5 separate regions of the Mus musculus genome follow, and all the other regions are linked to region 4. A link is a contact called in public Hi-C, HiCAR-type and promoter capture Hi-C data. All regions are on one chromosome and are shown on one strand. Each heading gives the region's core, a stretch centred on a gene start, on an enhancer-like site or on the middle of the called end of the contact. The rest is flanking DNA. Distances are from core to core; before and after follow the strand shown.

Region 1 (5,452 bases), core at 2,496-4,995, 1.9 Mb before region 4:
CGAGTCCAATGGTTTCCTGGAAGCACCACCCTGCAGCAGCTCCGAGACCACACGATGGAGATGAGTGACGAGCTGGGAAGATTTCAGGTCCCGAGTGTTCTCATGCTTCGCCAGGTACTGAAGTACCTCACGGGCACAAGTCTGGAAACCTGAGCAGAACATTTCTTGCCCTGCCTCGAGATTTCTTCCCGACAAATCACCTGAAGAAAAAGACCCAGAAAGGAGGATTTTAGAAGGTTGGGTGGTAGGTAAGTCTGAGGCTCTCTTCTTGTCTCTTTTGAAATTGTCGGGCAATTTGCATTTCAGACTCCAAAAGTCTATGCCTAGAGAATTATGCTGAGAAGTATAAAGAATAAAATAAACAAATTCCGACCACTTAGTTACAGGGTTTTTTTTTCCTTATTAATACTTGGGTTTTAATACTAATTACAACAGAGTATCGCTAAGGTTACATATACTCCACTTTCCGAACTAGGATTCATAATGTCTGTAGAGTGTCCCAGAGAAATAAACCAACTTACTTCTACTCTTGATAAACTTCATGTAGTAGCTACCGATTTTTCTTGTGTCACAAAAATGAACATGCTACTGTGTTTAAAAGTTCAACAGTCACATCTTTTTTTTTTTTTTTAAATAAAGCAGTCTCATTCTAGTCTAGAGTGACACTGAGTTACTCAGCAACCCAAGCTGGCCTTGAACGCATATGAGCCTATCTTAACTTTCAGACTGCTGGGCCTACAGGTCTGCACTACCACACCCATCCTCAATAAGTTAGTATAGCAACAGTTTCATGGAAGCAGAAGTCCAGAGACTCATAAAAAGAAACTATATAAAACAAATACCGCCTAAACAAAACATTGTCTCCCTTGCCCCCCACCCCTTTTTTTGTACGAGATAGGATCTAGGATCTCCCTATTTAGTCTTAAAAGGCTTGGAATTCCCTATGCAAAACTGGCTGGCTATGAATTTAAGGGGCTCCATCTGCCTCTCAAGGACAGGACTACAGGCATGCACCACCATGCCCAAGAAACTGTTACAGCTCCCACTGTAATCCCCCCGCCTGGGAGGGTGAGGCTGGCAGGTTACTTCTGAGCTTTAGGAAAACCAAAACCAGAACAACCAAAACCACCACAAAACTAAAACCAACAACTCCAACAACTGCTGCACACACAGAAACCTAACCTATTCATCAAATAGTTGCATTTCCTCCGTGCAGTTTAACTAGGCTCTTTATTTGTAAGTCTTCTCCATATACTGTAGCTCACACACACACACACACACACACACCCCGAGATCAGTCCTGATCAACTTTCTATTTTTAGAAAGAAAACTGGCAGACATACTGGCTTGGTTTGGTTTCTGTGATTCTCATTCTAGCCTTGGACAGGACTGAAGAACGCCTATTGGGGTACATATTAGGATTCCCCCTGGTCTGTACCCCGATTCTCTGAAACTCAGGATAAATGAATGATGAAAGCAGTGGTTTCGTTGGATTGTGCAATTTGCCAAGATACCTGGTGGCTATTCAGGGAACCACAATGGAAGGCAGGCAAGAGGAAAAAAAAAAAAAAGAAAAAAGAAAACCTGCTGTCATCCTGCCAAGACTGCACCCCACATCCAAAGAGAAGGAAGCAAAGAAACAGGAAAACACTGGGGGCAGACCCGTGTTCTGTTCGCCCATGAATGAGGGCTCATCAGACCAACTGTAAAAACACCCACAATGCAAATTATAGGTGCCTTGGCATTTTAAAGGGGGATGGGGAAGTCTCCCATAACCTAGACACTCTCAAAATGTCACCGAAACATTTCATCACTGGGCTAACATGGACTCATTTCAGGTGGCGCACAGCAGCATTCCGTATGGCAAAATATGACCTTTTAGGAAAGAATCAGAAGAGCATCTCCCCCCCCCCCACCCCTGCCCAGTGACTGTGAAAAATGAATGGTAACAGAAGAGTCAGAAGCCAGAGCGAGCTCCCAGGGGCTAGATTGGCACTGAGCTCTCAGGAGACACTAATCAGGCCGGGGACTCACCAGCTTGTAAACCGCTCTGCAGGGCAATGATTTTCTGCTGCTGCTGATCAATTAGATTTGTCAATGCTTTCACGTGCTTCAACGTAAGCTCCAGAACCACTGCTTTTTCCAAGTGACCCAAAGTCTGAAGAAGAAGAAAAAAACGGAGAGTCTGTCACCCGTGAGGTCAGTGGAGTCCCTTCTGACACTATCTGTTAGGAGAATTGGGTGTCAACAACAACAAAGATAGGAAGAGTCTTTCCTGCTCCACTAAATTTAAAGTTTGCAGATGTTTTAACATATACACATAGATGATCAAAAGCTTAAAAAAAAAAAAAAGCCAGACACGTGTTGTCTATCTTTGGAGGCATTTTGGTAGTTGTTACAGTCTAGGGAGTGAGCTGACAGATATATTTCTCCAGCAGCTGCCCTGACCTTAACTTAGGGGACTCCGGGGATAACATTTATCTGCTGTGGTGTCAACCCAGGGAGGGATGTCTACTGTGTCTGGCAACCAAGTGGCTTTCCCAATGTGTTGCGTTTCTTTCTTTCTTTCTTTCCCCCCTGACACTTGTTCAGAACTTCCAGTCATGCTGGCTTTTTGTCTTCCTTTCCAAATACTTTTCCCGAAGGAAAAGCTAAAAAGCTTTTGGCTACCAGTAAAGATTATGACGAAAAAAAAAAAAGGCACACATTAAATAAAGTAGGTCCTATTGTAAATGAAAAGCGGACAAGGCTTAAGTTTTTAATTTCGTGGTTTGCTTCTTTAAGTCAGGGAGACTACAAGGTGGTGAGAGAGAGAAAAAAAAACTACCAAAAGGAAGCTGTGTTAGTGTTGAAGCCAACTTAAAGAGGCCCCAGATGGTTCTGGTTCTGCCTCTGCTTAGGAAGTTCTGGGTCTGGGGATGGGTTCCCTCCAAACCAGAAGCTTTGATCCGCCCGTCTAGCATGCAGTTCCCCGTGACGCCTGCAGGCGGCGAGAGACACCCCCACCCCACCATCCGCCCTCTGGGCAGAAGAACTGGGTTGGAGCGCAGCCAGCTTCTCACTTACAGTAAGTTTGAGATGTTCGGGTAGGAGATCCTTCAGCTGGGCAATGCACTCGTTAATCCGGTCACGTCTCTTTTTCTCAATCAGCCGGTGCGGCAGTTTGTAAGTTTCCTGCATGGAATACATGGAAGCAATGGGTGCCCGGGGAAGGGAACGAAGCTTCCTCCCTTCCTTCCCAACCGGTAGCAGGGGGGAAAAATTCTGCGAGGGCGCAGAGACGCACCCAGATTCACCTTCTCTGCCCCTTCTTTCCCAAGTCACTCATTTGTGGCAATGAGCTCATCTCATCTTGAACCCCCCAGCCAACCTTGAAACAAGCAAACTTTTCTTGGAAACTCAGCGCACACGAGGGGCTAAGGAATGAGGTTCCCAGGGATGCACCTACCTTGCTGTCTTCGCTCCGTTTTATTCCCCGCCTGGACTTGTACACTTGGTACATGTGGGCAAAATCCATCCTGCAGGGAGAGAGGTCAGAAAAAGCCGTGACTCCCGAGTGCGTACTAGCTGCAGGAGCCCTAGACGTGAAAGAAGCCCCCTATACTCTCAGAGATGCCCCAAGTTGAGAGTGTCGCGGAACACAAGGTTAGGAGTGGAGACTTGAAGGGATCACAGCACACACTTACCCTGACAGGTCTCCGTGCTCCAGCCCTGGAGCTTTGGGCAGGCAGGTAGGAGGTGGTTGCGCGCTGGGGATCCGTTCCATGATGCGGCGAGCAGGGGCCACTGTGCGCTCCTGTCTGCACTTAGTAGAGTCTGAGAAAGGGCTGCCCTGGAAGGGAGGATCCGAGGGTCTCAAGAGGTATGTTCCTATGAGCTAGCCTGAGCTTCCTTGCAATGCGCTGGGATGCCAGGAGCAGCGGCTTTGAGGTGTCGCTTCAGTTGGGGGCGTGCATGGCCGGGTGTCCCCACGGCTTCTGGCTCCCGCTCTGCACACAGACTGGCGGTGTGTGCTCGCTGCGCTGTCTGCGCCGTGCGAGCCAAGTGAATGAGAAGTGGGGCGGGCGGAGAGGCGGGAGGGAAGGGGGGGTTGCTCAGGGCGGAGCGGGCGGGGCGGGGGGGGGGGAGTTGCTGGAGGGGACGAGCCGAGGAGTAAGGAGAGGCTGCGGGCTGGGTTAAATGGGAGCGAGTGGGTGGGTAGAAGCTACGTGTTCTACCCTGTGACTCCAAGCACGTCTGGCCGCTGCCGGGGAGGGAAGGAGCGACCTGCCCGCCCTCCCCCGGCTTCATCACATGAGCCTCACGTGTTGGACAACGCTCTGGCGGCTGCGAAGTGCCCCCCCCCCCTCCAAACCTCGGGCCCCCAGGTGTCTGCGGCTGCGGCCTCCTTTCCCCGAAAGAGGGGGTGGCAGCGCAGCCAGAGTCCTGCCCAGCTGGGTGGGGGGCACGGAAGCTGGAAGGAACCGGGGAGCTGGAGGGGGGGGGGGAAGAGTTGGTAACGTGGGCGAACCTGCCCCAGGGAAATGAAGTAAGTTCCCGTCTCCTGGGAGGGAACGGGGGAGGACGGATTCCGCCCGCGTCTGACTCAAGCCGGGAGAGGAATATCCCCTTGGTCGCTCCAGCCCAGCCTTCTTCCTCCTCCCCCGCCTGGCCCGCTCCTAGGAACCGGTGCGCAGCTGAGGGAGTCGTCGGCCCCCCTTAGCCTTCTCCAGAGGCTGGGGTTTCTTTCCGTCCTGGCTTCCCAGCCCCCCCCCCCCCCCCCCCCCCAGCGCTCAGCCTCAGTGTCCAGGAATTGCCCGCCTTGGGGAGGGACCGAGGGCGGGGCGGATGTCACCCCATGGGAAGCGGGCTGGTGGCCAGGAGCTAGGGCAGCCGAGGCCGCCGCCGAGCACGCCGCGCGCACCTGACCGTGGACCGTGTGAGCCGTGCCGACCCCCTCCCCCCACCCCCACCCCGGACTCTCCCGGGAGCTCAGGTCCCAGGCGCAGCCTGCGGGTGGCCTGGCACCCGACTGGCGCGCACCCATCTCCTCCCGCCTTTCAGGGTGCCTCACTGCCCCCACCCACCCTGGCTAGTCAAGCACAGAAAGATACCGGGCACAGTGCCCGGCGTTCCCTCCCTCCTCTGCCCCCTCCGATGCAGAGGCGTCCGGGTCGCCTCCCCTCCGGCTGCAGCGTTACACAACCGCGGCGACGGCGCCTGCCCTGCAGCAGCGCGGGGCGTGACGCTTCACGTGGCCCGGACGCGGGCCGGAGCTCGGCTCACTTGCAAGCCTCTCCGCGCTGGCTTCCAAGCCTAGACCCCCGCGCACCGGGCTGCAAGGGATCTGCATGGGATCCCGCTGCTAACCAGGAACTTGGGTGGCGCTGTTTGCAGTCTATTCCAGGACAGGAGAGAGAGAGGAGAAAGCAGGACCCCCCCCCCCGCCCGGGTCCCTCCTCCCGCCCCATCC
Region 2 (4,872 bases), core at 1,957-4,456, 1.4 Mb before region 4:
ACTATGTAGAGCATCCATAAACAGCTTTGATTTGTGCAATGACATTTTACCCTCACCAACTCAAAACAATGGGAATAGCAGTAGGTTTCTTGCTAACTGTTTGTTATATCAAGGAGGGAATGTATGAAACCCTTTGGCCAACTTCTGCAAAACTGCCAACATGGAGACAAGAGCCTTGTATTAAAAAATTTAAAGTATGTTAGAATAGTTCATTAAGGACTCACATACTCATCAACCAGTTACCACAATTATCAGGTCATGACTTGCCTTCTCCTACGTACCCCTCCTTTTTTGGGTTAAGGAGTCAAATCTTCAGCAATGAGCACACACAGAGTTTTTCTATATGTATGAATCAAGAAAGGAATTTCAACATTTTAGGACTGAGAGTTTTGTCTGCATCAGTGTAAAGAGCATTGCATTGCAGTCTCCTTAGAGCCACTGGGTCTTTTGAAACTGGAGTTACAAGGGGTTGTAAGCCTCCATGTGCATGCAAGAAACTGAACCTGAATCCACTGGACGGTGATCTTGATGACTGGGCCATCGCTCCTTCAAATGAATTCATTCTTTACAAAAAAAGAGAAAGGAATAGCTGGAGACATGGCTCAGTGGTAAGGAACACTGGTTACTCTGCTACAAAGATTGTGGCTTACAACCATCTGTAACTCCATTTTCAAGGGTTATGATTCTTTCTTTTGGCCTCAATAGGCCCTATCTACTCATTGTGCACAGACATATACACAGGAAGAACACCCATATACAAAAAATAAATAAGTGAGCAAAATCAAAAGTCTTGTGGTTTATGTAAGATGCATGTATTATATTTGATTAGTACATTACTAAACCTTCTTCTTTTTTGACATAGCATTGATATTGGTCTCAGGCTCCTGGGTTTCATGGACTCTCTGCCATCACCCCGCAGAATATTTGATATTAAGGGCAGTTACCACTGGCTGGTTTTGTGCCAACTTGGCACAAGATGGAGTCATAAGTGAGTCTCAGTTAAGGAATTGCCTTACACATATCCTACTTTAAGGTATTTTCTCAATTAGTGATCAGTGGGGGAGGGCACGATATATTGTGCATGGTGCCATGCCTAGCCAGTAGTCCTGGGCTCTATAAGAAAGCAGACTGAGCAAACCCTGAGGAACAAGATAGAGAGCAGCACCCCTCTATGGCTTCTATAACCACATGCCTCCAGGAACCTAACCTGTTTGAGTTCCTGCCCTGACTTCCTTAGAGACACACAGCAATGTGGAAGTGTAAGCCAGATAAACCCTGTCCTCCACAACTTGCTTTTTGGTCATGGCGTTCTGTCACAACACTAGAAACCCTAACTAAGATACCACTACATACGACCATTGCTGTGTGTGTTCTAATCTGTAGACTTCCCTCTTCATCTTACTTTTTTTTTTTTTTTTTTTTTGTCTAACAATCTATTTGCTGATACATCTGTAGAACAATCATCACTAAACTTCATTATAAGTTAGGTATGGTTGCATAGGCTGTTACAGACACAGCTCCCTGTAGGCTGAGGCAGTAGGTTCAGGAGTTCAAAGCTAGCCTGAACTATGTAGCAGAACATAGTCAAAACAAAAACAAACAGCAAAACCCAATAGAATCTTCAAAATGGATCAGAATATTAGGAGAACTTGGATTTCCTGGCTTCCAGTTTAGGTCCAAGTTCAGTGAAAGACAGTGTCTGCTTAACAGAGTCATAGATCAGGATGCCTGTTGTCCTCTGGCCTTGGCACACACCTGCCCCGGCCCCCTTTTATGCTGTGTCCAGTTTCCAATAGATTCTGATGAAGTGTTGCATTTTAAAATATTATTTATTTATTTTTATTTTATGTGCACTGGTGTTTTGCCTGCATGTATATCAATGTGAAGGTGTTAGGTCTTGGAATTACAGTTGTGAGCTGCCTGGTGGATGGTAGGAATTGAACTCTGGTCCTCTGGAAGAGCAGTCACTCCTCTTCCATGGCTAAAACCATCTCTCTTAGCAAGTGTTGTCTTTCCAGTAAGTTACCAGGTGATGCTCTTACTGTTGCTATGGTCCAGGTTTGGCTTTGGACCCGGGACAAGGGACTGAGGTGCATATTTTACAATCAAAGCAGACCTGGCCTCCAGGTTAATCCAGCATACTTAGGTTCCTACTGGGCATACCCTGTCCCCAAGTAGGCCCCTGGCTGCCTGCTCTTCCCTATATAATCCAGACATTTGTTCCTCTCTCTCTCTCTCTACCCCTCTCTCTCTCCCTCTCTCCCCTTCCTCTCCCCTTTCACCTCCTCCTCCTCCTCTTCCTCCTCTTGAAAGAACATAGGTGGGGGTTGGAGATAGGGAGGCGCCAGGCCAGTCCGGACATTCTTGTATGTCTTCCCTATCTTTATGGCTAGTTGGTTCCTGGGATGACTTTACAGCCTTTGTTCTTTGTCTTAGGCCCAAAAAGCCCTCCTAACTAGCAAGCCGCATGAGTCATGGACCTTGAATTTTAATTTTCTTTCACTTTCTCTCTCTGCCCTGTGTGCCCTTTCTCTCTTTCTCCCCACCCCCCACCTTGGTGATGTTTCTGGCCTTGGTCCTTGGGGGCCAGTGAACTCACTCAAGAGCAGCTTCCCAATAAACCTATCTTCAATATATTCTAATTTGGCATTTATTGGTCTATTTTACCAGTGGAGAAATAACCTATCAGTCCAAACTTTGCGAAGTGTTATTTTATACAATCTCATAGTCTAGATTTACCTAACTCTACTCACTGGTCTTTTTCACTATGCTCACTTTCCTAAGTCCAATTTCTGAATTGCTTATAGAGCTCAAAATTCAGGGTTTCTGGTTAGATACCTTGGAGTTAGATTTTGGTTTTGACATGTTTGATACGTGATTTGAGCAGACCACTTAATTGTCCTGTCAACACAATGTAGCAGCATCACGAGAACTAAGTACTTAAAAAAAAAAATGAGTGTTTATGTAGTAAGGTAGTGGTGCTCAGCAAATGCTGAATAAATTCAACTAGCTTTCAACCACGAAACTAGAGAGGGGCACATTGTCTGCGGAAGGCCTTGAATATCATAGAGCTTTGTTGTGGTTTGCATGCTTTTAACATTAGCAGGCAAACTCTGGCTAACTACCTGGAAGCAGTCTCAGGCTATTATTTATTACCTATGTCAGCCAAAGCCGCTGCTTTAAGCACCACAGGTCACGTGATCTCCATGGGTCACATGACTCCGGGAACAACATGGCTGCGCCCGCGCGAGAGCCGGCTCTCCGCTGCTGCATCAGACTGGCGCGAGTCTTCTTGCTGCTGGTGTTGGCGTGCGAGGTGGCGGGAAGCGATGAGGCCGAGGCCAGGGAAGGTGCGGCGTCCCTTGCGGGCTCGTGCGGCTGCGGAACGCCCCAGAGGGCCGGGGCCCATGGCAGCTCGGCGGCGGCGCAGCGCTACTCCCGGGAGGCGAACGCCCCGGGCCTGACCTCAGGCCCGCGACCGCTCGCGCTCACCAAGGTGCGCCTTCCATTCCTGGGGCGTGTGGGTGTCGTTGGCTACGGCATGAGGCCTCGCTGGGCCAGAAGAGGGGGGATTCGGAACTCCTGGAAAGGGTCGAACCACATCCCAAGTCTCTCAGCTACAGATCTCATTTGACAGATGTCCTCCCCCCTGCCCCCCCCCCCCCCACTGGGAGATGGGCAGGGGTTTGTGGCTGTGTTTATCACTAAAACTTAAGAGAGCTTAGCTTGAAGAGTGCTGTCCATTCTTTCTTACCTCTTCTTGCCCACTTCCCCCTTCCTCCACTCCGCCCTCCTGCTGCAGAGCTCCAGGAAAAGTCTGATGGATTCGGGTTTAAGTTCTAGTTTTAGTACCTGTGGAGCCTGAGTCTCCAACACTGCCTTAAACTCACTGTGCTCGCAGACTTGTATTTATTCTGTAGTGCTTAGCACTCCGACTGCAAAGAAGTATGGAGCCGAGTGTACTTTATTGCTTTTATTTATGTCTTTGTGTAGTGCATAGGTGTGTTAGATGTTAGTATGTACGGATGAAAACAGTGAATATAGAAATGGACCTTCATTCTACTTGCTAGCTTTAGGGAATTCACCCCAGGCCCTCTGAATAACACTTTTCTTTTGTACTCCTATCCAGTCTATCCTTGTTTCCCAGGTCTCTTTTCTTTCCTCTATGTTAATTGGCACTTAAGTTCAGGAGTTGGTGAGGGGTAACATCTCCTGTGGGTCTTCCCTCCCTTTCAATATTTCCATAGATTGACTCAGTGGTAGGTAGCAGTGCGACAACTAAAGATGCTTGTCTATAAATCCCCACAGCATTTTTTGGAGGGCAGTTGCCCAGTGGCCACTTGTCTATTTTGCTTACTGCAGTGCAGTGTTGTTTTTCTGTTACCTACTTGATGATGGAAAGAGTTTTAGATCTGATTTATTCTCTATGGATTTGCCCCCCTCCTCCCATCCCAGTGCCTAACCTATTTTAGACATTCTGTAATATCTCTTGAGTGATGTTTGTTTGTTTATTTATTTATTGGTAGCTACACTATTGAGAGGCTATTTTGGGGGTGAAGGTTATCGGGCACTTTTCAAAGAAAGCCTTTGTAAATATATACTTCTACTGTGTACCCAGAGAATCCTGTGCAGTCCATCGTCTTCTGGGTCATAGGTGAGGCAACTGAAGCTTCATGAGTCAAACATTAGTGCTGGAAATTTGGATCGTATTCCACCTATGAGGAATGTCTGTATACTGTGGCTGGACCAAGTTTTGTGTAGCTATTATAGCTGTTGGCATACAGATTTCTTTTGCCTGAGCCTTTTGTGTTAAGTTCAATCAGTAGAAAGTAGGCAATGGAAAAAGAGCCCTGCAAAATAATTTTATATGAG
Region 3 (4,892 bases), core at 2,283-4,782, 1.4 Mb before region 4:
CCAAGGACAGCTTGACCTAGAAACCTAACTCCAGGACTGCTTTTATTTTGGAAGATTTTTTTTTTTTGTCTGTTGTTCGTATTTGGTATCTGTTGTTTCATTTGGTTTGTTTTAAAAGAGCTGCCTGTATTTAAAAAAAAAAAAAAAAGTAGAACAGAATCTCCATGAGATCATTATTAGCTAAGAAGCCATGTGAAGTTTTCTCAAGTCCTTTCCTTGCACACCATTGAATTAGTTCCAGAGTGTCCCATTCCCACCCCACCTCCACGGTCTAGTGTTTTTGCAGCTGAAACCACTTTGAGGGCAAAGTCAACAGATTGTTCTTGTGGCACTAACCTATTTCTCTTCTAAGCCACCACTGCTCCTCCCATTCCTCAAGGGAGGCTGGCAAAAGGAGCCACCTTTTTGCATGGGTAATAATGCCTCAGTGACTTTCCTGGGCGGGCTTCGATGGAGAGGCCGGAGTGATTCATTTGGAACATAAAGAACTTCCCTTGCTTAGTTAGAAGGAAATCTTGATGAGATTTTCTGTTCCGAATTGATTTAGTCAAGAGCAGATTGTGCTTGCCCCGTATACTCATGCAATGCACACATCCATGAAAGAAATGGGGAAAGAAAGAAAGGAATGGAGAAGAAAACCACTGCAACAACTAGTTGCCAGGCAAGCCAGAGGCCACAGGACAAGCTACCAACATTCCACAGGTAAAACTAAAGCGGTTTAAGCTCTCCAATTATTCACGTAGAGACACACCTGACTCCTTCAAACCTGCTCAGGTGCCGTGATGTGAATGACCACGCTATACTTCAGATATGAGCCAGGCCTAAGGCTGCACGGAGACACTGGCTTTCCTCTGGTTTTCCTTAACTGTCCTGATTCAAGCTTTCAACACAGAGCTTTCCAAAATGAATTCAGCCCAACGTCAAATCCTCCTACAAATACCTACAGTCTTTTATCCCTGCCAATGGCGCTATCATTTTCTTCATACATCAAACTAAGAATAGCTTGTACATTGTTGGTAAGACATAAATAAGTTAATGCATTAAGATCAATATGTTTACTATTTTTCCTAGCATCTCCCCCCACCCCCCGCCCAGTTCTCCATAAACTTAAACACAAGCGGTACACATTACTGCCCGGGCTGCCCAGTGACTTCATTCTGTATCTTGGTTTCTTTACCCACATCTAAGGTCTTCTGGGATACAGCTCTGCAGCTGGCTTGCTACTACCTAATGGAACAGCCTCATTATTTTTAGGCAAAAGATAGAGAAGAGTCTGTGGACCAGTTAACCTCGTCTGTAATGTACTTCAAAGAGAAGGCTGACCCCAAGCTTTAATCAACATAGACTTAAGTCCACAGAAGAACTAGCCTTCCCTTCCAAATGTTTCCCGCTCTGCCAGTATTCCTGAGGACCTTATCAACAGGAAACAAAAGCATTCTACTACCATAATGAAGTATCTGGCTTTTATTCACTAATTAGAAAAGCCCAAAGATTGTAGCCCAGGGAACAGCTAAATATTTAGGACATTAAAGAAGTTACCAAGGACCAGCTGCCCACAGCTCACCACCCACCCCTATTAACTTGTTGTTTACTCAATTCCCAGACATTTTAGGAAAACAAAAACAAAAACAAAATCCAATGGCCAAACCTGAAACCATAGTGGCACCTGTACCTACAGAAGCTTTATTTTCTAGAAACGGGCTGTGATGGTTTTAAATATGCCATTATACTGACAGAAATGCTGCCTGCCCTCAGCTCCTCATCCAGGAACAGGTCCCAAAGCAAGAGAAGCCCGCTGGGTTCCTTGACATTCAGGTGGCTCCAGTGAAACCCTGGAAGCGACTGTAGTATTCTTTAAGCTCTTCCTTCCCGTTTTTAAGTTCTCATTCTTTCAATTTGTCACTTTCATTTCTTGCAGCCCAGCCCATTCTGGGTACAGGCATGCCCACAACCGAACAGAACAAAGTGACAGTTTGTGAAAGGGAGGGGTATCTCACTCTTGCTTAGGGATCTTGGCAGATGAAAAGTTCTGCATCTTTGGGAATTAAACTAATGAGGGCTCCTCTCAGGCTGGTAAGGGACCACCCACTTTACAGTCCCTTTAACTGCACGTTGTGGTCGCTTACCGACATCTTCCCCACCCCACCCCCCTCACCCCGCCATGCTTCACTTCTGAGCGACCTTCAAAAGTGGCTGTCACTAGACCTTTACTCACCCAAGACCATGACCAATTTTGACCACGGTGTCTTTCTTTTCCCTACTTTACCTCTATGGCAGCTACAAGAGGACTTAGAAAATGCTTAGGACAAAAACCCATTTTTGACTACAGCACTCGGCTCGCACACTCACCTGACCCAGGTCAGGCACTCTGTAGCCAATGGACGCCCAGCCAAGGATGCAAATCCTGGTCCCTTGTAATCAGCTCCTAAATATTTAACAAAGAAAGAAGACTGAGTAGGGGATCTCGCGAGGGTCTATCAGAAATTCTCAAATCCAAGTTTTGACTTTTATAGCCTCCGCTTTTCCTGCAGATCCCACTCCCCTCCAAATTTAGCAGCTAAGTCGGAGGGATCTCTTTCCCCCAAATAAAAGCAAACCCAGCATGCTTATTTCCCGTCAGTAGCTGGCCAGAAAGATCAGACACGCAGAAACTTCGAACACGCCGGATGGGGATTGAAGGTGGATGGAAGTAAGGGACGTGTTGAGATCCCAAAGCACTTGTTTCCCCGCGTGGAGGCCAAGTATGTGAAACCCGCGTCCTCATTGGGCACGAGCTCCGTCCACACTTCTTTCCTCATCGCCCCCCCCCCCCTTCCTCCGGTTTTCTTCCTTTTTTTTTTTTTTAACCCACGGGGACCCCCACGCATGCATTATCCTACCAGCTGAGCAGCGCAACAGGGCTAGCTACATTTTTAGAAAGATTATTTCCTTGAGCGAACTCATATGACCCCCTCAAATACCCCCCCCCAGGGGGAAAAAAAACTATTTCCTGCAGACACTCCAACCGTTTCCAACTTGGGGGAATGCCATTTCAATACGGGGAAGGAGGTTGAAACCGGTCACTAGAGTCGAGGACGTTTGGGGTTACTTAAGCCTGAAAAAAAATATATACCTCCCCCCAAAACTGTTCACAGGGAAAGAAGCCCCAAAATACACGCCAAGTGCATGCAAAGCCACCAAAGCCACCAAGAACTCCCGGTGATCAGGGCAAAAACTTCTGCGCACGGGAGCTAGTGCCAACTCCCCGCGCCCTCTGCCCGGCCCCAGCAGCTACCTTGGTGACCGGGGAGCCACGCCGGTTTGGGGGATCAGGACCAGGAGAGGGGTTAGCAGCCGCTGGGCAATCCCATGTCCGCGAAGAGGGAGCTCGTTCCGTTAGGATGGGAGCGGAACACCCACACCTCCTCTCGGCGTGCGCTTTCTCTCTCTCCACCCTCTGCCTCCACCTCCTCCACCACCACCACCTCCTCCTCTCCTCCCACCCCGGCAGGCTTGAGGAAACGCTTCAGCAGAACATCCACATGGTTACTGCACTTTAAAGCAGCGCCCGACCGCTTATATAGGCCGGGAAGCTCCCTGGGCAATGTAGTCCGAGTCCCAGGTCGTGCCGGCGCCTGGGGCTGCGCAGAGGGACTACAAGTCCCAGAATCCCCTGGGCTCCGGGGCTGGGTTCTAAATAGACTCCCGCGCGCTGACCAGGGGTGGGAGGGGGAAGAGGCGCCCAGGCTGAAGGCTCGGGTTGCGAACTTGTGTCTGAACACCGGACTCCCCAGGTTTGGCAAGCCCGACCCACTGGGTATGTCCCCTACCTCTGTGAACCCTTCTCTTTTGACTTGTATCTTCCCTTCCTAAAGTCAGGTGTCACTAGGGTCCGGAGAGAGAGGAAGAGCTCGGATTACTGCTTCGGGAAGTTTTTACAAGCTATTTACCCACCCCCGCGCGCCCTGTGTCCTGGAGCCAAGAATTTCAGAAATCCGAGGCACAAAAACGCCAGTGTTTGCGGTCAAGGATTAAAGAAACAAGTTTGTCTTTATTAAATCTGGTCTAGTTTTTTATTGGATCCTGCTAGTGTCTGCATGAAAAACTAAGTCTGGAAATGGGGTGGTCCCTGCTATTGAGGATGCGGGGTAATCGTGTGAGAGCCCTTTTCTGAATTCGAGCTGGGTCTGTCTTTCGTCGCCCGGTAGGAGGTAAAAGAAACGCTACCCTGACGAGTGAGCAAATAAAGGAACCATGTTGTGACTTGCTGATGTTGTGATCGCGAAGCAGGAAAGAAATACAAACCGCGACCTCGGTCCTGACCCCGCTTCTAAGACCCCTATGCTCCTGGAATCTGTAAACGCTAAAGTAAATAAACCGCAAACCAAAAAAATAAGGGCTTCAGAGAAAACTGCTTATACTAAGATGAGTGCGTCCAGGCGAGGCGTGCTGCAAGTCTTCAACCCAAGCCTCTGGGCTGAAATGGATTTCCACACACCAGAAAATAGTGTAGGCTCCAGGCTGCAAAGTGCATAGAACTTTGGTCTTGGGAAGAAGAGTTTGCATCACAGGCAAAGTTATCCTACTGTCTCCTTCCCCATCCCACCCTACAAACTAGACTGCACGTATTCATTCCACAAACGTTCCCCGGGTGTCATCTGGGTGCCAGGCCAGGCACTGTGCCAGGATATGAGAGCGCGCCAAAATATATCATAACATCCTAAATGGGGGTCTGTCTGCTACCGCTAAAGACCTGTTAACAGTAATCCTTGTAATGAAAACAAATGGTTCTACAGAGCTCAGCCTACCTGCTTTCTGTACAGCATGCTATTGAGTGTCACTGATTCTGGGTTTGTAACCTCTTTGTATACAGCAGGTATAAGGCCAAAGAACAGGACAAGCCAGGTTAACTT
Region 4 (5,178 bases), core at 2,348-4,847:
CAGTCAGTTTTAATCTGGGTTCTCACCACCTAACTACAGAACTAGCTTCTATCCATGCAAAAGCTAAGAATGCCATCAGATAGCAACTTGGTCCTATACAACAGCTGCCCTCATTTCATTGTACCTTCATCAAATGTACAACCAAGTGTGTATTTTAAACTCGCACTGATTTATGACTCTGTTCTGTAAAACTACAAAACTTCATGAACCTGCTTCCATGTTTGAAGGTGGAATTTGAGGTAACCTAAATCTGTTTCCCTCCGATATGGATACCCAAATGGCTCCCCTTTAGAAGAGAGCTGTGGATTTTAAGTTGATAACCAAAGATAATGTCTACTTTCTGAAAACATTATGCAGATCCCATTTCCTAAACTCTTTCTACACAAACTAATCCAGGTCCCAATATTGTAAAGAGTCCGTTCCAATGCCCTCTTGTGGGTCTGTGTAGACAGCATTCTTCTTTTACTGCAAGAAGCAGCTTGGCATATCCTTGGGGATCATGAATCCAGCTAAGCCCTTCCCTAATTACAACTCAGGATAGATTCCTCAACGTCGCTGTTATACCATACTCTTCCATCTACTCTAATCAAGCTGTTTCCCTCTGTAGATTTTCTAAAGTGGCTTGACTAAACAGTCTTGCCTTAGGTAAACATGGGCTCTTAAAGAGGCTAAAACTTCCTTCCATAAGCTCTCTACAATAAGGGTTCATGCCCCCGTAATTCTCAATCAAGTCTCTCAACCTATCCCTCAGCTAAGTATCTTTAAAATATAAAAATTCTATCTCCAATGTTCACAAAATTAATGGAGTTCATGTCCCAAACAATTGAAAAGCTGTCCAGACTGGGATCCGCCTCCTTTAGCACCTAGAGCAGTCCTCTACACTCTGGGCTCATTCTGACCCAGAACTCTCGAGTGTCTTCTTTACCTACTTGCTCCAGCATCTAGCCCCTGAGCTCCAGTCTCCATAGCTGGGTTACTCTAAAGCCCCAGAGTAAATACTAGGCACATCCTCCTCCCAGAGTATCACCGTGATGTCTAAGTGATGTCACTGTGATGTCTAAGTGATGTCACTGTGATGTCTAAGTTCTCTAGCACAGTAAGCAATGGCTCCCATAACCAACTTTGTCTCATCTCTCTCTAATCGTTGCTTCACACTTTACCTACACTGAACTCTCTCCTTGTGGTTTACTTCCAACTTTGTATGCTTTGAGTACTTCACTCCAGGCAGCTTAACACCTTGTTCAATCCTGCTCATTGGCTAGTGGTCAAACTTCTTGTCCAGTAACATCAACGACTTACAGAAAACAGCAAGACAGGCTTTAAGGGTGTGGCTTCTGGTAAGATGACCATGTTCTACACTTAGGAATATATGGGCAGCACAAATTGGAGTTGATGCGTTATTTAAAAACAAACAAAAAAAAGAACTTGGGAGAAGAAAGTAGGAATTAGTTTGATTCTGATCAAGCTGTATGAAATTTTCAAGAAATGAAAATATCTTTAAAAATATTCAAAAACCTATAATACTGAACATCTTTAATATTGTTTCTAAAGAAGAGGCAACAGAGAACAGGAAAACTAGGGCTGGGAGAAGATATGAGAAAATGTAACAGGTTCACTTAGCCCAAATTGGAGCTGTTATATCTGCAGTGTTTACTCGGCATTTGAAATGTGTGAGTTTGATAGACATGTTATATGTGCTAGATATATTCTACATATACTATTAATTTCATTCATTTCATTTTAGTTTTCTAGTGGACAGAGAATTTCTGGAATTTTTCACTCTGATTAAATCACAGTGTAAACAGCATCATAAACTTACATTGAGCTTAAAATGTTCTCCTCGGTAGGCACCTAAAATACCATCATCTCATTTCAAGAGTAGAAAAGTAGCCCTGGAAATACCATAATCTTCAGGCAATGTTTCTCACAGTTTCTTCAACATAATTTATGGAGTAAAAACAAAGCAAAGAGAGTCAGCAGAATCCCACTGTTTGATTTAAAAGTACTTCAAGGGTCTAGGAGGTGTCTGAGTAAAAGTCTTTGTCACCAAGACTGACAACCTGAGTTGCATTCCTGGAACACACACAGTAGAGACTATTGACTCCTGTAAGTAGCCTTCTGAGCTCAACACAGAACAAGCACCCTGGTCATCCCAGGAATAACAAGGCACCTCAAGTGCATGTCCGTCTCTGAGGTGGTTTACACAACCACACACTATACTCCTGGAAGCCAATTTTTTTAAATATATCAGCAGGTTTTAAATTGCAGTTCTATATTTAGATTTACAGGCTTTTTAGGTGCACACACAGAAAAAGAGGGAAAAAAATCTATTTCCTTCTGTTCTCTCAGAGAGCAATACAACAAAGGAAAACAGAGCTTCGTTGTTAACAAATCAGATGACATCAGACTCTATAATTTAAAACCCAGCTCCTTCAATTACAGAAACAGACAGGCACTTCACTTCCCAAGCACGTGTTCTCTTCTGTTCAGAACACATATCTAAAGCTCTTGGGTCTCATTACATAATGTATGGTAAATGGAATTTCTTGGAGGACACAGAAAAGTTGTGCTTCATGCTGCAGTCAACTTCCCACCATTCTCAATATACCCCAAGTTGGCCTGTCTTTCATTGGCGCTACAAAAATATCCCAACACTGACAGAAAGATGTCTGCCTCGTCCTTTTCTGCAGTTAACAACTCCAAAGCCCAGAGGACAATCTTAACTTCTCACCTGTCAGGCTCTTCAATCCTTCGGTGAAAAGGGACTGGAATTCTGGGGACTGCAACTTCATTGTAAACAGGTATCGCTTCAGAAGGCACAATCTACTCCAACTACACCTCAGGACCTGCCTGTGCCAAGGATACAGGACGCTCTGCATCTGGAGACAAGTCGCCAATCACACATCTAAGGCGCAAACACACAGGTAACGCCAATTACACTTCAAAAGGAGGGCCAACAAACGCTGTCCGAAATGAAAGTGATCCTTTCAGGAACGCTAAACCACTTCGGTGGCAGCTACCCAAGTACTCTTGCTATGATTACTATATGGGAAGCAGGAGGGATTTGGAGTGCCAGAAAATAAAATATTAGATCGGCAGCAACAGCAGGTTTCCAAAAAACACATCAGTTGCACGTGCTCACCACCCTCCTCCCCTACCCAGGGTCGGCCTCAAGGTTACAGCATGCCAAGTTGGAACTCTGCGGGGTTGCCTCAGCAATTCTCGCCGCATGCCCGACCTCTAAGAGGTGGGAGCTCTTAAAGGGCCCCAAGAAAAGTAGCGCGCCGCGAGGACAGCGACGCTCAAGCCGGTCGCGTATCTGAGATAGCGACTTTCTCCCCTAACTCTGGAAAACTGCGGGGAACCGGCCCTGAGATACGACCGCCGCCCACGGCTCAATGAAGAGAGACCGGGCGTTGCCTAGAGTAGGGAGCAGCCTCCACCTCCCGCCATCTCCCAAGGACGCGTTCAGACGCACGCTGCACAGCCAGGTCGCCAAGGTGTCTTAGAAACGTGGCGCTCCTACTCCGAAGACCCGCTTACCCGCCTGCTGCCCGGGCCGCACGCGCACTTCCGGGTCGCGGACCAGTGACGTCAGCACGCACGAAGAGCCGCAGCGAATGAGAAGCCACTGAGGGTCCCACCCACTTCCTCTGGGCGGGGCTAGGCTTTACTAAGTGGAGCCAGTTCCTCCTGCGCCTGCGCGCATGACAGGCAGTGGGGTTTTTTTTTTTGTTTGTTTTTTGTTTTGTTTTGTTTTTTCGGGCTTTAGATAGAGAAAGCAATCAAGGTTCTTGTCTTGGTGCTTGAGATGGGGTCGACTTGCTTTATCTTAGCAGTTAACAGCTTTTCGTAAACTTCGCCACCGGCAACAGGAAGAACTTTGATTTTATTCAGTCCTATGCATAGTGGAGAGATTGGCAGAGAATAAAAAGACAAACCTGTGGCTTAAACTTCCTTAACCTTCCTAGTTTTCCTTGAAAAACGCATACGCCATAGTATTTCTGTGTTTTCTGTCACCCTGCCTCTTAACTTCAGGGGTCATGGGTATCTAATTTTTTAAACGACAGACTAACTATCCCATTCAAGATTCACAAACACCGATAATGGAGTCCAAAGCCTGAATCTCAGATCCCATGGCCCTGCACACTTAAGTAGATATTTGGATAAATTCTATTAAAGAGAGAGAGAGAGAGAACTGCACTGACGTAAGACAGGATGTTTAACAATCTCCAATTAATATCAACAAATAACAAAAAAAAATATTAACAAACTGAATTGCACGACATCCAGAGGATTTGTCCATAAGTTTGGGAATAAATGTCATGAATTAAAGTTGGAGTTAATGTTCAGAAACCAGTTGAGGTAACTCCCATACCAACAGACCCTAAAAGAAGAGCCATTAAGTCACCCTAGAGACACAAAAGAGCTCTTGTGTTTTATACAGTCACTCAGAAAATTAAGGTTAAAATTACACAATGGAGTACTACTCAGCTATTAAAAAGAATGAATTTATGAAATTCCTGGCCAAATGGATGGACCTGGAGGGCATCATCCTGAGTGAGGTAACACATTCACAAAGGAACTCACACAATATGTACTCACTGATAAGTGGATATTAGCCCAAAACCTAAGATACCCAAGATATAAGATACAATTTCCTAAACACATGAAACTCAAGAAAAATGAAGACTGAAGTGTGAACACTATGCCCCTCCTTAGAAGTGGGAGCAAAACACCCTTGGAAGGAGTTACAGAGACAAAGTTTGGAGCTGAGATAAAAGGATGGACCATGTAGACACTACCATATCCGGGGATCCATCCCATAATCAGCTTCCAAATGCTGACACCATTGCATACACTAGCAAGATTATGCTGAAAGGACCCTGATATAGCTGTCTCTTGTCAGAGTATGCCTGGGCCTAGCAAACATAGAAGTGGATGCTCACAGTCGGCTATTGGATGGATCACATGGCCCCCAATGAAGGAGCTAGAGAAAGTACCAAAGAAGCTAAAGGGATCTGCAACCCTATAGGTGGAACAACACTATGAACTAACCAGTACCCCGGAGCTCTTGACTCTAGCTGCATATGCATCAAAAGATGGCCTAGTCGGCCATCACTGGAAAGAGAGGCCCATTGGACACGCAAACTTTATATGCCCCAGTACAGGGGAACG
Region 5 (5,504 bases), core at 2,201-4,700, 1.1 Mb after region 4:
ATTATCCTTGCCACTCCCTAGAGTTCACGGACTAGAAGCAGATTTGGAACCACGAGAACCTGCTGTATGATCAAGGGTCTTCCTTCCCTGCACACAGACTTGCAGTGTGGACAGTGTTCTAGCTTTCTCCCTTGGTCACTTCCGATCCATAGTATGTTTCTTCTTTAAAACTACATATTTTCCCTTGTATGCCTGCATCCAGAATAGGAGAAGTTCTCCCAAGCACTGCTTCTTAGGGCTCATCCCAGGCACTCTCCTCATGACAAGTAAACTGGCTCTGAGGAGACAGTTTCCCAGTTCTTTTGCAACTGGCTACTCTGTCACTGGTAATGAATGAGAGACACAAACAAAAAAGGGAAAGGTAGCAGGGACTCCCAAGCTGGCAGTGGTCCCTTAATAGGAGTGATGGCCCAGTGATAGCAACAATTCCCCGGGATACATAAAACAGCACCACTGACTATCTTTCATTGCTGCTTTCGTGAACTATGGATTTCACCATACCACATCAGCAAACATCCTCAAATCTTAATGACCTAGCGATCCAATTTTCTTCTCATATAAAATAATAAAAGAAACTTAAGACAAACACAGATGAGGAAAGAGAAAGCAAAGCCCTAACTACTGGAGTCTTTGCAAAACTTCAAATGCTGTTTTATACAAAACAATACAAAACAATAAAAACAAAGACCTGTCCACATCAAAGAATAGAGGCCTACCCCTGACTACCACATGACATCGATTTGTTTGGTGAAAATCCTATAAAAGCAAGTTCACAACCAAGTTTAATTTCACCTGATAAAAAGAGAGGTGACAGCTAAGGCATATTGCCTCTAACTTTGAATATAACAAAGAAAAGACATTGAAGCCAATATCAGATAAACTTGGGGATGTCAGAAAGTTGAATAAGTCAGGATTATAGAGGATAGTTTCAGTTGACAGGCTTAATTAATTAGGTTATTTTGATTGTGTTTTTTTTTAAAGACTTAAATTGAAGATAAAAGTTGTCTTTGGGAACTTTTGAAAGAATTTGCAGCCAAAAGACTCAGGGCTTAAAGGAGAAAAGAGCAAGACATGCTTCTGAACAAGGAGACACAGATAAAATAGATGGTTAAAAGGATGCAACCTCATTTGACAGATTTATTCTTTAATCACCCTTAATCAGGTACTTATGGAATGACTACAGAAGGAGGTTCTTAACTACTCCCTAACTGACTTGAAAGTCCTCAAACCTGAGAAATTACAAGTGAGTTGACAGGCAACAAATGAGAGATCTGCCTTTGTTTCAATTTCCAGAGGCAACTTTAACAACAGGTGACTTCTCTGAGTTGTAACCTCTATTTCAAAAGAGCTCTCCCAGCTTGCAAGCAACCAGAGTGTTCCACGCTGAACAGTAAGGAGGCTTATCATGATCTCTTATACCAAGACAGGCAGTTAAAGTCGGGGAAAACCACTGTTTTTGTTTTTATTTTAAGTGACAGGAGGGGGTGAGTAGAGTTTAATAAAGCAGCAATACTCATGATCTTAGTGAACTAGGTTTTTGAAACTCAGCTATGTTTCCTACTGCCTACAAACTAGTGGAAATTCCCAACCAGCTCTGAATGAACTCTAGATGAAGGCGCCAGGAGCAGATATAGAGAGAAATCTGAGTTGGCTCTTGATCACCCAAGGCATGTCTGTAGTCTGATGTGATGCTCTTTTTCAAACCCCTGAACAGAGACAGATAAAGCCTGCTCCCCAGGAAAGCTTGAAACATTGCTTAGGAATCCCCCGACCCCACCCCCACCCCCATTTACAGCTGCTTGTGCTCCTACTGTGCTAAGGAGCAAGAACCAAAGAGCTCCGTATGCCAAAGCATCTAAGCGCTCAAAGCGCGTTTCAAATTATTCTATGTAGGTGTCCAAACGAATCAGTCCTGTTGTGTTTGTTCCTTGAAACATCCAGCGCCCGTCACCGTAAATTACTGGAAATGCCCACGCAATTAAAAAGTACCTGTATTCTGAAAAACAAGTCCCGCCCCCGTATTGGTTCCTGTAGGAAACTAGAAAAAGTTCAGCGAGGGGACTCACAGGACCTGCCTTACAAACAATCCTGTAAGGTGCCACCAAGATCTGGCCTGCCATCCTCCAGGCACTCCACACTGCCAGGATTATCAGTTACACTGATTAACCAGGTCACAACCTCCGCAAACCTTTGCCAAGGGAACTTAGTGCCTGAGGCTCACAAACCAGCCACCTTATCTTCCCAATGCTCTCCGCAGCATCCTTGCAACAGCAGGAGCACTGTGCTACAGAATGTGTTCATGCATCAGGTTCTGCTTGGTTAAGGAGACTGAGGAGCCTACCTGTGTCCACCTAGCCCACGCCTTTCAGTTTTAGTAAATATATAGACACTAGAGAAAGGTAAAGAGCAGAAATGAAGGAAGAATTTTGAGAGCAAAAGGGTTAAGGGTTGGCATTTAAGGGATGCCTGAAGCCCATCTCTCTTGCTGCTTGTACAGCAGCGGCTAAGATGCAGTTAGTTACCTTTGCCTTCCCCAAAGAAACTGAACACCCTCCCCTCCCCATAAGCTATTGGAAATACATGCTGCACCTACAAGCTGTCAAGTGCCCTCCACAACACAAGAGACCTGGTCAGTGTTGTTCAGTGCGAAACAATCACTGTGCTTTGCAAAGAACCATGCACTGTGTGGGCACTCCAAAAAGGAGCGTTTCAAAAGGGATCACTCTATCATGAGTCCCAGTCTCCGGAGCCCTGATGTCCAAGTCCCTTCAAATTTCAGCCCAACTTCATCTGCTCATACTAAGGGTTGCACCCAAAGGGTATGGATACCCAGGTACCCACAGCATTAAAAAAAAAAAAGAAAGAAAAAAAAAGAAAAAAAAAGAAGAAGAAAGAAAGAAAAGAAAAGAAAAAGAAAAGGCAAGAAGGCGCCCACGGAGCAAAGGCGCACAGAGAGGGCAATCGCGTGACCCAGCTGAAGACGCTGATTTTAAAGGTTCTGGATGCATGTTCTGCTATAGGCTCTTCGGTTGGCGGTCGTAAGGCAACGCAACAAACTTCTTTTCGCAGTAATAAAGGAGAAAACTGGTCGCCGTGAGGTAACAGTGTCATCCAGGGGATGGGGGACTGCTACATGCCAGGTAGAGTTTTCTCACCTCCTCGCAGCCTCCCGGACAGCCCTGCAGGAGCGACAACCCTGGGTACTAATCTGTCCATCCCTAGCCCTTAAGGACCATGCTCTTATATCCCAAGCCACAGACCAGGGTGCCTGGGACAGTGCGCTCCAGAGTCGGGCTGGACTTACCCAAGCACAGCGCCTAGGAGAACTGGGCTTGCTCCACCGCCAACGTCCGAAGGTCCCGGCGGAGTGGCAAAAGCTCCCTACTTGCGACCAATCCTGGTTATGAACCTTGTGCTCTGTGGCTGCCGCGCGTTCCTCTCCCTCCCTGTGCTGGTGGCAGCTCTCAAAACCCGGCGCACCTGAGTTCAGGCTGCAGCGGTTCCTTTGCAGCCACTAGCGGAAGACTCATAGGGAGGGGGCGAGACAAGGGGAGGGCGGGGGCGGGGGCGGGGGGGAGCGCTCAGTGGAGCTGGGCATGCTCAGTGAGCCACCAGAGGCAGTGGACCCTTAGGCGTAGCACCTGCACCGCCCTGCCCTGGGGAGGCGACCCCGAGTACCCACGCGGGACACTGGTAAAGGGGGCATTGTTGGACATGACTAGCTCTGTCTGGTTCCTGGAGAGGGACATAAAGGGTGTGTTTGTGCTAGGGTACAAAGAGAGGATGGCATCTTCCTTTGCCACCGGAGTATTGGGGAACTAGGAGGTGCGACCGGCCTTTGGCTTCCTGCACAGTCGGAATCCGGAGGATCTTTAAGGTGGTGTGGCCGGGAATACCACCTCTGGGCTGAGAATCGCTTCGCATGGGTTTGGGATGAGCGGTAGTAGTGGACTAGACAGAGATGGCTTTAGGGTCGGTTTTATTTGCTTATTCTTAGGTCAAGGACATCGGCCAGACAGTGATAAGGACAGGAGCTGGTGTCTTAACCGGAGCAACAGACATTCAAGCTGAATGAGGCTGAATGAGCACAGAAGGGGGAAGGGGGAAGAGGAAACACTTGCGATAAAATAGGTACAAGGATCAATATGTGGTGTATGGGGGCATACTAAAAGCGTCGTTATTCAAAAGCAGGTGTAGCAGTTAATGACAGTCCTGTGGTCATTACACAGGGCTCTACGTTTCCTTGCAGAAATGGCTCCCTTCATCCCAACTCTAAATTTTGAAGTAGACATCGAGACTGGGAAGGAAGTCTGAGCCCCCTTGATCCCTGTGCAAAGGCAGAGGGGAGGCAACTCAGTGGAGCACATCTGGAAACCATTTACAGTAATCCCAAGAGAGACTGAGTTTTCTCTCCCTGGGTGGAAACAAAGCCCCCCGGGAATTTTACAAAACCCCAGCCTTCCAGTGCATGTCTCAGCAGATCAGAGCTACATAAACAACTTCTGACCATTTACACAATCATACAAACCTACCCTGACATCTCCATTATGTGGGAAAGATGTTAACTGGAAAACTATTTTTAAACTACTGTAGTAAGCAAACACTCCACTCCTCTAAACACATGCGGCAACCTCCTTAATTGATATAAGTGATTTTGTTGTATCTTTAGTCTCACTTTTGGGTTATTATTGGTTTTGATTTTTAACATAATTCATTCTTGAAAAATGAGCAAATGTTAATGAGGGAATAGCTATTACAGGTGTTTCACGGTTTCTGAAGTTAATGCTGGAAGAAAGAGCCCCTGACCTCATTTTCAAAGTACTTAAATCTAGAGACAGACTTAAGCCCCTCCCCTTCTCTCATGGGAAGGAAATTTCACAGAAAAGAAAACTTGGTAGTGTATTTTCCCTGGTGAATTATTAAAAATGAATGGTTTCTAGTAAGTTTGATGCACCTGCCTGATCCATGATTCTGATAACTTTTACTGCATTGCTTTACTTTATACTATATATATGTATATATTAATAAAGTATATTATATATACATACATATTTCTCTTTTTGTAATTTTTAGATTAACTTTTATAACTAGCATACAAAACAAGTGGATTAATTATTGCTTTTACATATATGTATTGAGTATTTTGTCCTGTATATGTCCTCTCACTACATTCCAGAATCCCTCTGTTTCCTTCTTACACCCAAACATCCATAGTCTATATTCTATTTTTAACTAAGTCACAGGTACACACAAGTGCATGTGCGTGCACGCACGCACGCGCGCACACACACACACAGATTCATAGATAGATAGATAGATAGATAGATAGAGAGATAGATATAACTTTTATATAGGATAGTCAGCAAACGCTGATAACAAAAACTGCCTAGCTTAGGAGAAAAACCTTCTTTTGTGTACTCATACACTCAGCATATGCTGAGAAAACATGGTATCATGACATTTTAAGCTCAATATATAATTAAGGCCAGTACAAAAAGGAGAGG

The links. Promoter capture Hi-C pulls out the DNA fragments that hold promoters and counts their contacts. A called contact is a pair of places that touch in the nucleus more often than the background predicts. HiCAR-type assays count read pairs that join an accessible place to other places.
Region 1: a HiCAR-type map of astrocytes shows a contact between it and region 4, with 4 times the contacts expected there. The contact joins the promoter of 0610040F04Rik here to the promoter of Trnt1 in region 4. A contact is called at or near these places in 9 of 39 promoter capture datasets (3T3-L1-derived adipocytes, cranial neural crest, embryonic stem cells and 5 more), 5 of 115 datasets of contacts at active chromatin or transcription factors (astrocytes, embryonic forebrain, extraembryonic endoderm stem cells and 2 more) and 1 of 9 other capture datasets (adipose tissue).
Region 2: a promoter capture Hi-C map of liver shows a contact between it and region 4, with 3 times the contacts expected there. The contact joins the promoter of Sumf1 here to the promoter of Trnt1 in region 4. A contact is called at or near these places in 4 of 39 promoter capture datasets (embryonic stem cells, liver, pre-B cells and 1 more), 1 of 484 Hi-C or Micro-C datasets (pre-megakaryocyte-erythroid progenitors), 3 of 115 datasets of contacts at active chromatin or transcription factors (astrocytes, large pre-B cells and pro-B cells) and 1 of 9 other capture datasets (liver).
Region 3: a contact with region 4 is called in a promoter capture Hi-C map of pre-B cells. The contact joins the promoter of Itpr1 here to the promoter of Trnt1 in region 4. A contact is called at or near these places in 6 of 39 promoter capture datasets (3T3-L1-derived adipocytes, the C10 cell line, embryonic stem cells and 3 more), 1 of 484 Hi-C or Micro-C datasets (B cells), 3 of 115 datasets of contacts at active chromatin or transcription factors (large pre-B cells, pancreatic cancer cells and pro-B cells) and 2 of 9 other capture datasets (adipose tissue and liver).
Region 5: a Hi-C map of cerebral cortex shows a contact between it and region 4, with 2.6 times the contacts expected there. The contact joins the promoter of Cntn4 here to the promoter of Trnt1 in region 4. A contact is called at or near these places in 1 of 39 promoter capture datasets (hippocampal neurons) and 1 of 484 Hi-C or Micro-C datasets (cerebral cortex).

The regions. Positions count from the first base shown.
Region 1 is chr6:108,659,227-108,664,678 of GRCm38.p6, reverse strand. 0610040F04Rik (RIKEN cDNA 0610040F04 gene) reads left to right here and starts at 3,745. Exons shown (of 7, transcript NR_104577.1): 1 at 3,745-3,862. It overlaps Bhlhe40 (basic helix-loop-helix family, member e40), which reads right to left and starts at 4,050. Exons shown (of 5, transcript NM_011498.4): 1 at 3,687-4,050; 2 at 3,449-3,518; 3 at 3,067-3,174; 4 at 2,035-2,158; 5 at 1-200. The coding sequence starts at 3,766.
Region 2 is chr6:108,183,917-108,188,788 of GRCm38.p6, reverse strand. Sumf1 (sulfatase modifying factor 1) reads left to right here and starts at 3,206. Exons shown (of 9, transcript NM_145937.3): 1 at 3,206-3,496. The coding sequence starts at 3,233.
Region 3 is chr6:108,211,736-108,216,627 of GRCm38.p6, reverse strand. It overlaps Itpr1 (inositol 1,4,5-trisphosphate receptor 1), which reads right to left and starts at 3,532. Exons shown (of 62, transcript NM_010585.5): 1 at 3,275-3,532; 2 at 2,350-2,425. Gm38872 (predicted gene, 38872) reads left to right here and starts at 3,710. Exons shown (of 3, transcript NR_167935.1): 1 at 3,710-3,773; 2 at 3,855-4,022; 3 at 4,188-4,372.
Region 4 is chr6:106,767,557-106,772,734 of GRCm38.p6, reverse strand. Trnt1 (tRNA nucleotidyl transferase, CCA-adding, 1) reads right to left here and starts at 3,597. Exons shown (of 9, transcript NM_001242358.1): 1 at 3,479-3,597; 2 at 2,732-2,905. The coding sequence starts at 2,879.
Region 5 is chr6:105,675,691-105,681,194 of GRCm38.p6, reverse strand. It overlaps Cntn4 (contactin 4), which reads right to left and starts at 3,450. Exons shown (of 26, transcript NM_001109749.1): 1 at 3,305-3,450. Gm15631 (predicted gene 15631) reads left to right here and starts at 3,614. Exons shown (of 3, transcript NR_132434.1): 1 at 3,614-3,693; 2 at 3,998-4,131.